Regions from separate parts of the Sus scrofa genome. Here all the other regions are linked to region 3. Evidence: chromatin contacts called from public Hi-C data. All regions are on one chromosome and are shown on one strand. The core of a region is the stretch at or near the end of the contact, and the rest is flanking DNA. Distances in the headings are between cores, read along the strand shown. Region 1 overlaps ABCA4 (retinal-specific ATP-binding cassette transporter). Region 2 overlaps ABCA4 (retinal-specific ATP-binding cassette transporter). Region 3 overlaps F3 (coagulation factor III, tissue factor).

Evidence for each region. Hi-C and Micro-C count contacts between places; a contact is called where the count stands out from the background.
Region 1: a contact with region 3 is called in a Hi-C map of embryonic fibroblasts, with 5 times the contacts expected there.
Region 2: a Hi-C map of fibroblasts shows a contact between it and region 3, with 2.7 times the contacts expected there.

What each region holds. Positions count from the first base shown.
Region 1 is chr4:123,280,249-123,284,846 of Sscrofa11.1, forward strand. It overlaps ABCA4 (retinal-specific ATP-binding cassette transporter), which reads left to right. Exons shown (of 51, transcript XM_021090184.1): 18 at 325-414; 19 at 2,158-2,332; 20 at 3,904-4,035. Among named protein-coding and RNA genes, the nearest start is that of ABCA4, 80 kb to the left of the region's middle.
Region 2 is chr4:123,299,583-123,303,753 of Sscrofa11.1, forward strand. ABCA4 (retinal-specific ATP-binding cassette transporter) reads left to right here. Exons shown (of 51, transcript XM_021090184.1): 31 at 3,260-3,379. Among named protein-coding and RNA genes, the nearest start is that of GCLM, 70 kb to the right of the region's middle.
Region 3 is chr4:122,836,806-122,841,146 of Sscrofa11.1, forward strand. F3 (coagulation factor III, tissue factor) reads left to right here. Exons shown (of 8, transcript NM_213785.1): 6 at 1-18; 7 at 20-33; 8 at 36-864. The coding sequence ends at 45. Among named protein-coding and RNA genes, the nearest start is that of F3, 12 kb to the left of the region's middle.

The sequences.
Region 1 (4,598 bases), core at 1,748-4,247, 440 kb after region 3:
GTGAGAAGTCCTGCTGGTGCGCTAAAGAGAATTAATTCAAGTCACTCCTATTTAAAAAAAAAAAACTTTTTTTTAAATCACAATTTCTGACCTTGGGGGCCCCTCTTGGCATGTAAAGACGAGGCGTAAAACCCTGTTACAAAGCTCCCTCCGGGCTCAGCAAGGGCTGCCACGTCCACTGCTGGTCCCGGGAATGCTGACTCGGGGGTGCTGTGCTCCCAGCTATGGCAGGAAGCTCTGCGCACCCCTCTTCTCCCTCCCTCCCTGCCTTGCCTGAGTCTCCGCTCTCAGCGGGAGAGTAACCCTGGCTTCTGGTTGGGGCAGGGTGTTCGACCCGAGAAGAAAGGGCGCTGGAGAAGACAGAACCTGTGACGGAGGAGATGGAGGACCCGGAGCACCCGGAGGGAGTAAATGGTAAAAACTCTGTAAGGAACGCAGAGCAGAGGCGGGGGAGGCTCAGAGCCCCGCAGAGGCCGGGGCGGAACACCTGGTGGCTGGGGGCAAGTCGGCCCCGGGCGGAGGACCGTCTCTGCTGACGGAGGTTGAGCCTGGTCGCCTCTCAAGGGCCAGCTGCACGTGTGTGGACTGAATGGTCCAGCCAGACGTGAACGCATATTTCCTGGAGAAAGCACATCCCAAGTGTGTGGTGTGTTTGTGCCCTTGTTAGGCAAACCCCGAGGGAGTTGCACAAACGTGCTGACTTCCGAGGATTTAGCAAGAACAATAACGCGGGTCACTGGGACTCAAAGCGGATATGAGCTATAAGGAAAGACAAAAATAAACGCTTCTGCGCCCGGCGGGAAGGGTCTAGGGGAGCTGACCGCACTCCAGTCGTGGTTTGCAGATCCAGAGGCCATTCATTCAAGCCATCCAAAGCCCCTCCTGGCCATGGACGTCACCTAATGGTTCCTCATCTCAAGGGCCGAGTTTGCAAGTGCTCCCTGGCCTTTGCGTCCTCACTTCTCAGTCCTGCTCTTCTCCCGTGTGCTCTCTTCCTGAAGCCATGCCTTCCTCTAGAACTGACCCTTGGGTGCTAAAATGCTCTTGCCAGCCTCACCCTGGGTGTAGGCCGCTGGGCTGCGTCTGGCCTCCATGCCCTTCGCCCACCCCAGGTTTCATTCACAAAGCTGAGGTCAGAGCCCTGGGGCCCCGAAGGGGCTGGTTTCCAGTCCGCAGAGGTTGTGGGAAGACCCTCCTCCCAGAGCGGGACTCGAAGACTGAAATCAGGGGGCTGGGGGCTGGTCCCACCGTGAGGCCAGGAGGCAGAGAGAGAGGAAGCATTGTTTTTTGTTTTGGGGGGGATTTTTTTTTTTTTGCAGAAAAAAAATCAGAACTATGTTATATAAAATATAAGCAGGGCTGTGTGGGGCGAGTGAGGGCTCAGAACTGTAGTGTATACAATGTAAGCAGGGCCATGGGGGGCGAGCAGGAGGGAGAGGTGGAGTCAGGGAGAAGCGGCCTGCACGGTGAGGCAGGGCTCGGGGAAGGGCTGCGGGAGTAGAGTAGCGGAGGGACAGTTTGAGGGACATGAGGGGGAAGCGTGGACTGTCCTCCCCAGTTAACGGGCGAAACTCTGGAGCTCCGAGGAGCGAGCCGTCACCGTCAAAGAGGTTTAGGCCAAGGTGGCTCAGAGAAAGGCAGCTCTGAGAGTGGGCATGGGAGAGTCTGAAGGAAACTACTGCTTGGGGAGGACGATGAGAAACCTGAGCTGTTACAAGAAATCCACCAGGAAAGGCCCAGCAGCCTCAGACAGGAGGGCCTGGGACTGAAGGCTGAGCTTCGGGCTGACCCCACACAGACAGGGCGCGCTCTGGGTTGGCATGAATCCCAGCGCTGCCACTCAGAAGCCACGTGACCTTGACTGGCCTCTTGAAGCCTCGGTCTTCAGTTTCCTCATCTGTAGAACTGGGCATAGGGCTGTCTAGTTCCCTAGGGCTGTTTTAAGGGTGAAATGAGGAAATCCATACAAAGCACTTGAAGCAATGCCTGGCTGAGTAACTGCTCAGTAAATGGCAGCCGTGATTATCCGCATCATTCTGCAGTCTTTCTGACAAAGACCTAGGGCCGTGGGGGCCCAAGACAGTAGGCTGAAGAAAGAACCTTGGGGATGTGTTCATTAAAACGGTGTATTTACACCATGTCCGTTTTTCCAACAAGAGTGCTTCTTCGAACGCGAGCTCCCGGGCTTGGTCCCCGGCGTGTGCGTGAAGAATCTGGTAAAGACTTTTGAGCCCTATGGCCGGCCGGCCGTGGACCGCCTGAACATCACCTTCTACGAAAACCAGATCACCGCCTTCCTCGGCCACAACGGAGCGGGGAAAACTACCACCTTGTGAGTGAGTCTCTTGTTTTCTGGCTCCATCCTTCCTCTGAGCGCCGCCGTCTCCTCTGTCGCACTGCCTCTCGGTGATGAAAATGCGCTCGACGTCTGGGCGCCAGGAGAGTGTAAGGCTCACCGCAGTTTTCAGCGTTTACAGGCACCTTTGCTTTTCTTTGATGGTCACATGAAGTTGAAGCGGGAGGTGGCGTCGCAGGGTTATCGCCCCCTTTGTGTGCCAGGGGAGTGGACATCCAGAGAGCTGAAGTGACTTTCCCAAGGTCACCAAGTTGGAATGGTTCTGCGGGGACAAGAGCCAGGTCCTCCCGCAATTGTCTCTGGTCTCTGATGCCAGCCCCACTCCCGCCTTTTCAGCCCTGCCGTCGTGGTGGTGGTCAAGCCGTGGCCACACCATCCCATGCCTCCAGCTACAGAGCACTCCTTACCTTCAAAGAGCGCTGCTTTTCGCACCCAGAAGGCTCGGTAGTAGTTCTGGAGGAGGTTAAGGGATGCAGTCTCCAGAGGGGCTGTGGGGGAGACCTCAGCCCCAGAAGCCCCTCTGCTTTTAGAAGGGGCCGAGCGCCATCTGCTGGAAGGAAACGTGACAGCCAAGGTTTCCCAAGCCGCAGCTGGGGGGCCCCCTCGAGGGTCAGGGAACCCACGTGAACGCCTCTTACAGAGCCCCAGGAAGGAACAGCGGTGTCCACCCTGCACTGGAATGTTCTCTGAGTGGAATGTGGGGCTGGGCCATTACACTTGCTTCTGTTTCCCTCTAGTGGTTGATCAGCAGACAAGTTCAGAGGGCCTGCGAGGGTGTCTGACCTCGGGCCAGACTGGGAGGGGCAGCCGCCACCCAGCTAATTTCTCTCCTTGTCACCTAACACGGTCAGAGAGCCCGACGCCCCATTCAGGACCCCGAGGCAGACACATTGCTTCATGACCGTGAAATGCAGTGTTGCTGGGGCTGAAACACAATGTTTCATAAACGTAGCATGATGGTGTTGAGTTGTTCTTCCTGCGGGCACAGTTCTCTGTGCCTTGTACGTATTAGCCCTGTTTAACCCTCACAACCACCCCATGAGGTGAGAGTCACATTCTCATTTTACCAGAAAAACGTGGTGGGAACCCCCAGGTCTAGCCTCAATCTGTTAATCTACAAATACACCCTGGACGCCTGGGCTTCTCACCAAGGCCTTGCCCTCTGACGTGGTGACACCAGACAAAACCCGTGTCTGACTGCCTTTGCCGGAGCCCCTGCAGCCCTGGGAGCAGTGACGGCTGAGCGGGGGAGGGATCTCCGGAGCAAGCGAGCCTTGGGCAGCCGGGAATCCTGCCTGCGAGCACTAGGAATAAGTGAGGCAGAGAAGAAGGGTGGATGTGGTCACGGCCTAAGGGCCTGGATGCGCACACAGGGGCTGAGTCCCACGGGTGCCAAGTCCCACGCGGGCCGGTCGGTTCCTGAAGCTCGGGATGGTCTGGCTCACTGAGGGGCATGGGCGGGCATCACTGAGGGCCCTCACCCACCCTGGGGTGGAGGCTGCTATCCCAAGGCCATCCTTTCCGTCACTGACTCCTGCATGTGGCAGGTCCATCATGACAGGTCTGTTGCCACCGACATCCGGGACCGTGCTCGTTGGGGGAAAGGACATCGAAACCAGCCTGGATGCCATCCGGCAGAGCCTGGGCTTGTGTCCACAGCACAACATCCTGTTCCACCAGTAAGTGGGGTGGGAGTGAGACCCGCCCTATGCCCTGCCCTCACCCTGCCCCCAGCAGCAGGTGCTCCAGGGCCCAGCTTAGGGACGCCCGCTCTGGGGGCAGGAGGCGACACTCTTCTTTGTTGTCCCCCACATTCAAGGTCCCCTATCCTGCTTGTGGTGAAAATGTCCCTTAGAACACGGGACTGTGCCTCCGGGGCTCTTCCTGCTCACAAGAGCGATGCTGCCATCTCTGCGTCGGGGAGGCGGGTCCCGGGTCCCTTGCTCCGTCTTGCCCAGAAGTCTGGTCCCTCTCAGGATCAGAGAGGAGACATCACGCACTGACTTTTAGGAAGCTTTTCAGTGGCTCTTTTCCAAAATGCGTTTCTTATCTAAAAGGAAGGAGGGAAGAAAGGAAGGAAATATAGATTACAGCAACAACAGAGTCGCCTCTAATTTCACCCCCCAGAGAGAACCACTGTTATGTGTAATTTTTCAGACCTTTCTGTTACGCATGTGTAGATGTACATACATCTTTAAAATGTAAACTCTGTGTATATGCTGTATGTACCCTGCTATTTTTT
Region 2 (4,171 bases), core at 844-3,343, 460 kb after region 3:
TCTCACCCGGTCTCGGGTTGGTAACGGGCCTTGCCCAGGGCTGGGACCTACGTGGTCCTCTCTCCTGATCTGCTGATGAGCAAGTGAACGGCTCTGGAGAGGCCGCATGGTGGGTGGGGCGAGCGCCAGCACTGGCCTCAGAGAGCCGTGCGTTGGCTACCTGGCCTCTCTGAGCCTTAATTTCCTCGCTTATAATTTGGGGACAACTGTACTTATTTCTTGGCATTATTATGAGAATTTAGTGAAATAATGTAGTATTTAGAAAATAGGTTCAACTCAAGTGATGATAGCTGCACACTAGCAGTGGATAAGATAAGATACAGCTTCTTTCTCTCTCTTTCTTTCTTCCTTCTTTTTTTTTTTTTTTTTTTTTAATGGCTGCAGCCATGGCATATGGAAGTTCCCAGGCCAGGGACTAAATCCAAGCCACAGATGTGGCAACACTGGATTCTTTAACCCACTGTGCCAGGCCGGGGATCGAACCTCTGCCTCCATAGTGACCTGAGCCACTACAGGCTGATTCTTAACCTCCCGTGCCACAGTGGGAACTCCTGGATACACCATCTTTAAAGGAAGATTTCCAGGCGCTACCACACAGCACTTTCATGTGTACGTCACAGGCCAGCGCTGAACGTCCAAGGAGACTGGGCCCTCTGGTCTTGACTCTGGGTGGCCTGGTGCCCAACAAAAAAGTCTCTTCCTGTGGCATCTGGCAGAAGGGCAGAGCAGCACTGGGGGACAGCTAAATTTTGCCAGAGCATCGGTCCCAGTTGGCTGGCTTGTAAGTGATTGCGTGTTTATGAACATTTTATCTCTTTCTTTTTTTATGCTAAAGGCATTGCCTTTCTATTTCTCAAGCAATACATTTTCCCTTTGAATCAGAACTTGTCCATTACAGCATCACAGGGATCTCAAAAGAGGGAGGTGGGGGCTTGTTCCAATTCTCTGTACCCCAGAGGAAGCTTCGCTGCTGCTGTGGAAGTTCCCGGTCCAGGGACTGAACTCACACCACAGCAGTGACCTGAGCCACTGCAGCGACAATGCCGGATCTTCAATTTGCTGCACCATAAGGGAACTCCTGAGGAAGCTTTGCTTCTGTAAGGTCTGCTGAGGGCCGTGTGGCTACTTCTATCAAATACATCCCGTGTCAGGGCATTGAGGCTGTGACCCAGTGCAGCGAGCTCTCGGTTAGAACAGGGAGAAAAGGCCAAGATGGCTGCACGAGGACTTGTTCCCTAGCGAATCCTAACTTTAAGGCTGCTCGCCTCACTTAGGAATGTACTTTCAGTGGCTGGTCCTTGGTCCCCGAAGAAAACACGGAGCAGGCCACGACAGCCGGGGTAGAGAGCGCATCTGTTCCTGTGACTTTCTGTCATCCAGCCTTTCCTCGCTGTCATTCCTGCTTTCCTGGGAGCACCTGCAGAGGCGTCCCCACAGACGCTGCTGGGTGTGCTCCGTGTGCCTCTCTCTGTTTCGTGAGTGTACACACTCGTGATCACACCCACGCACCACACTTACTCAGACACACTCTTCCTTCAGCCTGGAATAGGGCCAGAGGGCCTGTTCTGGGCTTGGTTCCCAGGAAGGAAATTGTCCTCATCTGGAAATGGGGTGGTGGCTTTGGTCTCCAGTCCCCTTCCCTCGCTGACATTCTTCGAATGGTGTCGGGTCCTGAGGGCGGGTGTGCTCCATGCCTGCCTTCTGCAATAATCAAGTTGTGGGACTATTTCACGGGACAGAACTCTTAGAAAATAATGGATCATAAATTCTCGGGCACCAGCCTCGCATCCAGCCTAGAGTCCGCCGGGGGGAGCTGGGCAGTTCGCTGGGGGCCGCGCTCAGCCTGAGAAGCACGTGACTGAGGGAAGAGAGCCCGGCTGCGCAGTCGGACAAATGCAGATCGGATCCTAGGTGATCACCCACCAGGTCTGCACCCGGGCGGAAGTCAGCCGCCCTTCCTCCACCTCAGGTTGTCTGTCAGTTAAGGAACAACTCCTCTTTCCGGAGGAGGGAAGGATTAGGGGAGATGCTGTATGTAGCCTTTGACCCAGAGCCTGGCTCACAGCAAGCAGCTCAGGAGATGCTAGGGCTCCCCCTAGTGTTAGGAGCAAGGTGGAGAAAGTGCACTGAGGAAGGGGCGAGATGGGGAGGGGCGGGAAGGACAGAAACCTCATCAAAATGCAAGGAATGGTGTGAGGACGGCGGTTCAACCCTGCCGGAAAGTTCCTCGGCTGCTGCTGGGTGGCACCCTTGACACCCCAGGTTCATGACTGACCGGAAACTAAACACTGTATCGTCCCAGATTCAAAGTAGTGTTGCCACCTCGTGGCCAAACTCATGCACTTTTGAATTCTCTAAAATCTTTTGACCCACTCAGTTCTAGACACATTTTGAAAGTGATTTGGAAATGGTAAGCCCCTGTTCGAATTCTCTCATTCATGTCACAATTTACTGTGTCAGCCACCTAGGTCCCCAGCTGCTCCTCTGGGTGCTGGGGACACCACAGCTAACAAGTCAGAGAAGGTCCTGGCTCTCACAGCAATTGTATCATACGGGGTGGCAGACCAAAACAAGTAAACAGATTCGTTGGAAAGAAAGTTTCAGAGAGAGATGAAGGTGTGCAGCTAATTCTGCAGCGTGTGGCTGGAAACTGCTCCGCTGCGGAGTAAACTTGGCGGAGAGATTTGAATGAGGAAAGTTAGCCACAGAGGCTGCCCAGGGAGGATGGTCTGGCAGAGGGAGCCGCGCCAGGTGCAAAGCTGCAGGGGGAGTGAGAGGTGGGCCTTGGGGGGAGGAGGAGGGAGAGGCGGGCGGCAGCAGGGGGCTCAGCCTGGGTGATGCATTTGGACTGGATCCCAGGGTTTCTTGGAGTGCGGAGTGCAAGGCAACTGGGGCATTCGATTGACGTTTCTAAGCTCAGTCTGGCTGCTGAGTGGAGAATGGTCTGTGGAGGGTCAGGGGGGAGTCAGGGAGACCCCTTCAGAAGGGTCTGGGGAGGCCCAGGTGACTCTGGGGGGAGGCTTGGACTAGGGAGATAGTGGTGGAACTGGAGAGATGCAGGTGGACTGGAGGTTTATTCTGAAATTAGAACCCTTCGATCTCGTCAATGGACTAAAGAAAAGAGTGGGCTCAAAGGTGACCCCACGTCGCTGCTATGGGGACAGGAGAGGTCGGTGCTTACTCAGTATGTTCCCTGCAGCTGAGTCTGTAAATAGTCTTTGGAGAAGGCCTCGACGTTTCGCCTGGCATTCCGCAGTAGTTAACGCACACGTCTCGTTCCCCAGAGGATCCAGCGCAGCACCGAAATTCTGCAAGACCTCACCGGCAGGAACATCTCCGACTTCTTGGTAAAAACGTATCCTGCTCTTATACGAAGCAGGTAAGAAGAGACCCTTTTAGACCTTTCATCCCGCTCCATCCTGTGGGAAACGCTCACCACAAACAGAAGATAACGTCCTTTCGTGCTTTATCGACAATCAGGGCAGTGAAATTTTTCTTTTTCCTAATTTGAGGGCCTGATCCAGTAGAAAAGGCAACTGAGGCGCAGACAAGTAAAGTGCAATTTAGGGTCGATTTAGTTTCGTCCTCTTGTTTTGTTTTGGCCAAGCAGTCAAAGTCTAACCCGCAAGTAAAATGAGGGAGTATAGCATTTGCCCAATAGTACAGCCTCCTATTTTCACTCATTAAGAAGGAGAGATGAAGTTCTGAGGGAAGAAGGAAAATAAGGGGGGAAAGTAGAGGAAAAAGAGAAAAGCGAGAGGGACGAGTATGGAGCCGAAGGAGAAAGGAAACATCTAGGCCAAGAGAGGTGAGAGGCGGTGGGCTAACTAATGCATGAGCCCGCAGGTGGTCCAGCTGACGGCACCTGCCATGCTCTGCCTGCTACTCGTCGTCAGTATCACTGCCCTTCCAATGCCAGGGAAGCCCTCCCAGCACCGCAGCTATTCTCATCAAGCCCCACCGGGGCTGGGCCAGCCTAAGCAGCCCCATCAGCGCAAGCAGCATGACAGGAGGAGCAGGGACCCTGACCCAGGCCCCCTGATCTCCGACCTTTGAAATAAAACATTCTGTCTACTTCTAGGAGTATTGTCAGTTGCTTCCCCTCCCCGCCCCTGAACGAAGGACACAGGAACTCAGTGAACTATAGCGCACTGCAGATGCCGAAGCAGCG
Region 3 (4,341 bases), core at 1,801-4,300:
GCAGGGCCCAGTGGGAAGGAGAACGCGCCCCTCAATGTGGCGTGACGGTCTCGCGGTCAGACCTGCCAGCTCCGCGGCGCTCCTGTCGCGCGGGGACCAAGAGCTTTTGAGACAGTACAAGAGTAGAATCCATGGAAACACAACCCCTGGGCTCCAGGAAGGCTCTTTTCTGACCTGGTCTCGCGACGAGCATTCTGGTTTCAACATTAGCATTAGACACTTGGGCATGTAATGAGCGGTACAACCAATTCCGAGGGTTCTGAAATGTCTTTTAACACTACGGCACCTTTTGCACATAATATTCTTGAGACTGTATGTTCTCTACATTGAGGTGAAGCCAGGTCATCCAAGGAAAAAGAAATGCCCTGGAAAACCCTGGGTGGACTTGGGAAGAACTTCTGAGAAGGTGACTTCAAACCAACTGGGGGGAGGGAGCAAGATGGGAGTTGGTGGACTTTTCTAACAGGTCTGTCCTTGTGTGACGTGGTATTGAGGGGTTTTGTTTCATTTTGAGTACTTTTGGAGGTTCAGAACACTTAGCAAAACTTTTATATGAATGTGTTACACGCGGCAGCCTTGTATCGGGGGCACATTCCTAATCTGCATTACAGTTTAGCACTTTAACTGACCTGAAGGCTGTTGATGAAACACGTGACAGCTCACCCTTCTGTTATAAGACTGCCAACAACCTACACAGCTTAAGGTACTTCAAGGTTGATAGTCAACATTGTGTTTATTTATATACTTTTTAAAAGGTTTTCTATATGGGGTTTTCTATTTATAGAGGCAAACTGTTCTGTTTGTATATATTGAGATAATTTATTTAATATACTTTTATATAAATAAAGGTGACTGGATATTGTGACTATTTCTGTCTTTCACATGTTATTTATAGAGTTTGGCCTTTGTATTAGCTGACTCTGCTGCAGTAACAAATGACCCTAAAATTCTCAGTGGCTTTTGACTAATATAAAGATACCACACACTTACAGTTTGGTGGCTGTGGGCTGACTCTGTGGTTGCAGCTCTTCTTAATGTCATCTCCTGCTAGGACCCAAACCAGAGGTGACAGACCCTCGTGGATCAGGGTAGAAGGAAAAGCAAAAAACTGGTAGACTAGGGCAGCCAGATCGTTTAGCTGCCGTCTCAAACTTCTGTCCGGAGTGGCTCCCTGTCACTTCAGTGCCTGTGCCCCTGGCCCAAGCAAGACGCTGGACCCAGCCTGACAATCCCCTGCCTGCCGGGAGGCATCACAGGTCACATAGCAATGGGTGGTGTGTCACGTTGTGGGGAAGAGGGGAGATGCTACAAGCACCTGCAGGCTTAGCAGGAGGACGTTCCCATGGGCCTTTGAGCTGCAGGTGAGGGTTGGAGAGGAGAAAAGAAAAATTCTCTGGATTATTCGTAAAACTGGACAAAAGGACGAGGTAAGACAGAGAGTGGGGTGTCGTCTCTAGAGTTAGTTCAAGGTAAACTAGACTGAGAGCTGTCCGGGGGCAGAATTGGGTCTCGATCCGGCTTGCAGCTCCTTCAGGGCAGCCATGCCAGGCTTGGCTGAGTCCAGCTGCCTTCACGACCTCGGTCGGAATGTGGGCATGGTGGGGAGTCCTCTGTCCCAGTGCAAACAAAATCTGGCAGAAGACTCTCCGTCCCACAACTGGAGGGAAAGGATTCTAAGCAGAGTGAAAATGAGGCCTGAGCGTGGATGGCTGGGCCGATGTGGTCCAGGGAGCGCTCCCAGAGGGCGCCCCACCCGCACGGGGTCCCACCAAAGGCCCAGTGGGCAAGCACTGAAAGGGGAACTCAGCTCACCGTCCCGCTGCTCCTGAATTCTACATGCATTTTGTTCCTTTGCTCCAAGGAATGCCGAGCACTGTCAATAAAATTCTAAACACGCAAAGTTAGCTGGAAAACCACATTCGGAGCTGGGCAGACCCCTTCCCATCCTCATAGGGTCGGCAGCCTGAAAGGAAAGAGAGACCCTTGGGAGAAATTAAGGCAAACAGGCCCGTGGCTGGTGTATCCGGCTGGTTGTGGTGGTTTGTTTGCCATCACCGACCTGTGCCAGTGCTGGAGTGGCTGAACGGTTCGCTGTTGCTGAGTTCACACCAGAGAAAGAGAGCGGGCATTCGCAGCAGAGCCAACAGAAGAGAGGTCGCCACGGGGGCATGGCCTGAAAAAAAGTGTGCTCTGGCCATTATCTTGAATTCCTGCTCACGTGGGGCTACAAGGGACAAAATGGTTCGTGCAGGAGGGTCAGACGCGCTCCTCAAGCAGGCATCTGACCAGGCAGCTTCATCAGGCTGCTCGCTCCCTGCCAGGAATAACAACAGCCTTACGCAATTCCTGGCCTCATAATCTAAGGAATTTAAATCGTCCCCCCAATGAAAGCACTGGTGGAGTGAAGCGGGTCTGGGTAGCAATGAGGTGTCTGGCTGTTCCCAGGGAAGGAATTCATTACAGATCCAAATGAGGCTGCACTGCAATCATCGGGAAGCTTCGATCCTGCACATTTTAACCACAACCCGGGTTTCCACATTCATCCTTATCCCTGAGACGAAAGAGCTGCTGCTAAAATCAACAATTAGCATTGGCACAGAAAACTAGTCTACATTGTGGGCTGGTATCCAGAAACTACTGCCCTCCAGGGGGCCAAATTACACTGCATTATTCATCCTGGCCCTTAAAGCATCTCCTAAAGCTGTTAGTAAACTCAACAGTCATGCTTTGAAGACAGGTTTTTACTACTTTAAATTATTAACCAAGTTTAACTTTCATGTGAGACTAATACTTGTGAAATCTAAAGTCATTTTACCTTTGTCATAGCTGATAATAGCCTCTAAGGACCTGTGTCAAATAAACAAAGGAACAATTCTATCAAATGGTAAATAAACACATTCCCAAACGCAATTTTTACCTGTTATAAGACATGCGTATTTAGCATGTGTTATTTTTCTCCAGTGGTTGCCTGGGAAGCTTTGTGACTGTTACAATGTGACTCCCATTCAGAGTGAACTCCAGTTCTTTTCCCACAGCCCTGCTTTGCTTTGCCGTTCAGCACATTCCTTCCTCATGGCTGCAGAAATTGGTTTAGGGAGTTTCCATTGTGGCTCAGTGGGTTATGAACCCAACTAGTACCTATGAGGACGCAGGTTCAATCCCTGGCCTTGCTCAGTGGGTTAAGGATCTGGCGTTGCCATGAGCTGTGGTGTAGGTTGCAGACACGGCTCGGATCCCGCGTTGCTGTGGCTCTGGTGTAGGCTGGTGGCTACAGCTCTGATTTGGCCCCTAGCCTGGGAACCTCCATATGCCGCGGGAGTGACCCTAGAAAAGGCAAAAAGACAAAAAAAAAAAAAAATTAACAACTGAAAGATAACACTTTCTCTGGGTGAAATGAAAATACGTTAAAACAATCCACGAATCCTGTAATAGAAATTGTGATTCATCCTGAATATACAACATTTCATAAACTTTAAAAACAGGGTTCTAAAAAACCTTTAAGAAAAAGGTTTTTGACATCTTAATTCAGCTTGATTTTCAAAAATCACTGGAAAACTGTGCTCAATCTGCAAAGAAACTTCTCATCAGGCCAGCGAATAAGAAACACTCAGAGGGACAGGAAAATGCTTTTCCTTCGCATAATGTCCTTCAGGAACCAAAGTGTCTGAAAACTACAATTGTGGCGCCACCTCCCGTTCCCAAGGAGGATCACAACCGGACCAGCACTCAAGAACTGGGCTGCGAAAGTAAAGGAACAGGAAAGCGCCCCCACACACCTGTCCACAACTAAGAACGAAGGCCCGAAGGGGATGGGTGGGCAGAATCAATAGAGAGGAGAATCTTCTCCACGTTGCTGCAACTCCACCTGGGATGGTCTCTTGAGTCCACAGCACGAGCTCTGCCCAGATGCTGATGCTGAAAGTGTGGTCTGGGGACAGCGTCTGAGCACCCTTTAAGGGCCAGTTACAGGTGCAAACTCTCAGACCCCCCTCCGACCTACTGAACCAGCATCTGCATCTTTCAGGTGATCTGCATGCAGGCTGAAGTCTGAGCAGCTCTGTGCTCCATGCTCTCCTGAACCCCTTAGCCCAGATTTCTGATTTCACAGAGGCAGGGAGGGGAGGGAGGTGGACAAGGGAGACGCCTCCTCAGTGGATGGACCTGCACAGCCTTGACGAGAAGATGCCACTCACTAAACTTAAATAGCAGCAATTTATGAATCCATGCCAAAAATAAGAGCTATGACCACAGAGCAAATATCACCCATTTCACCTCAGCCTTAATCCACAGCTTTCTAAAGACCAAAAGCTTTCCCGCCTCGCTTTCACTGATTGTTGAGTC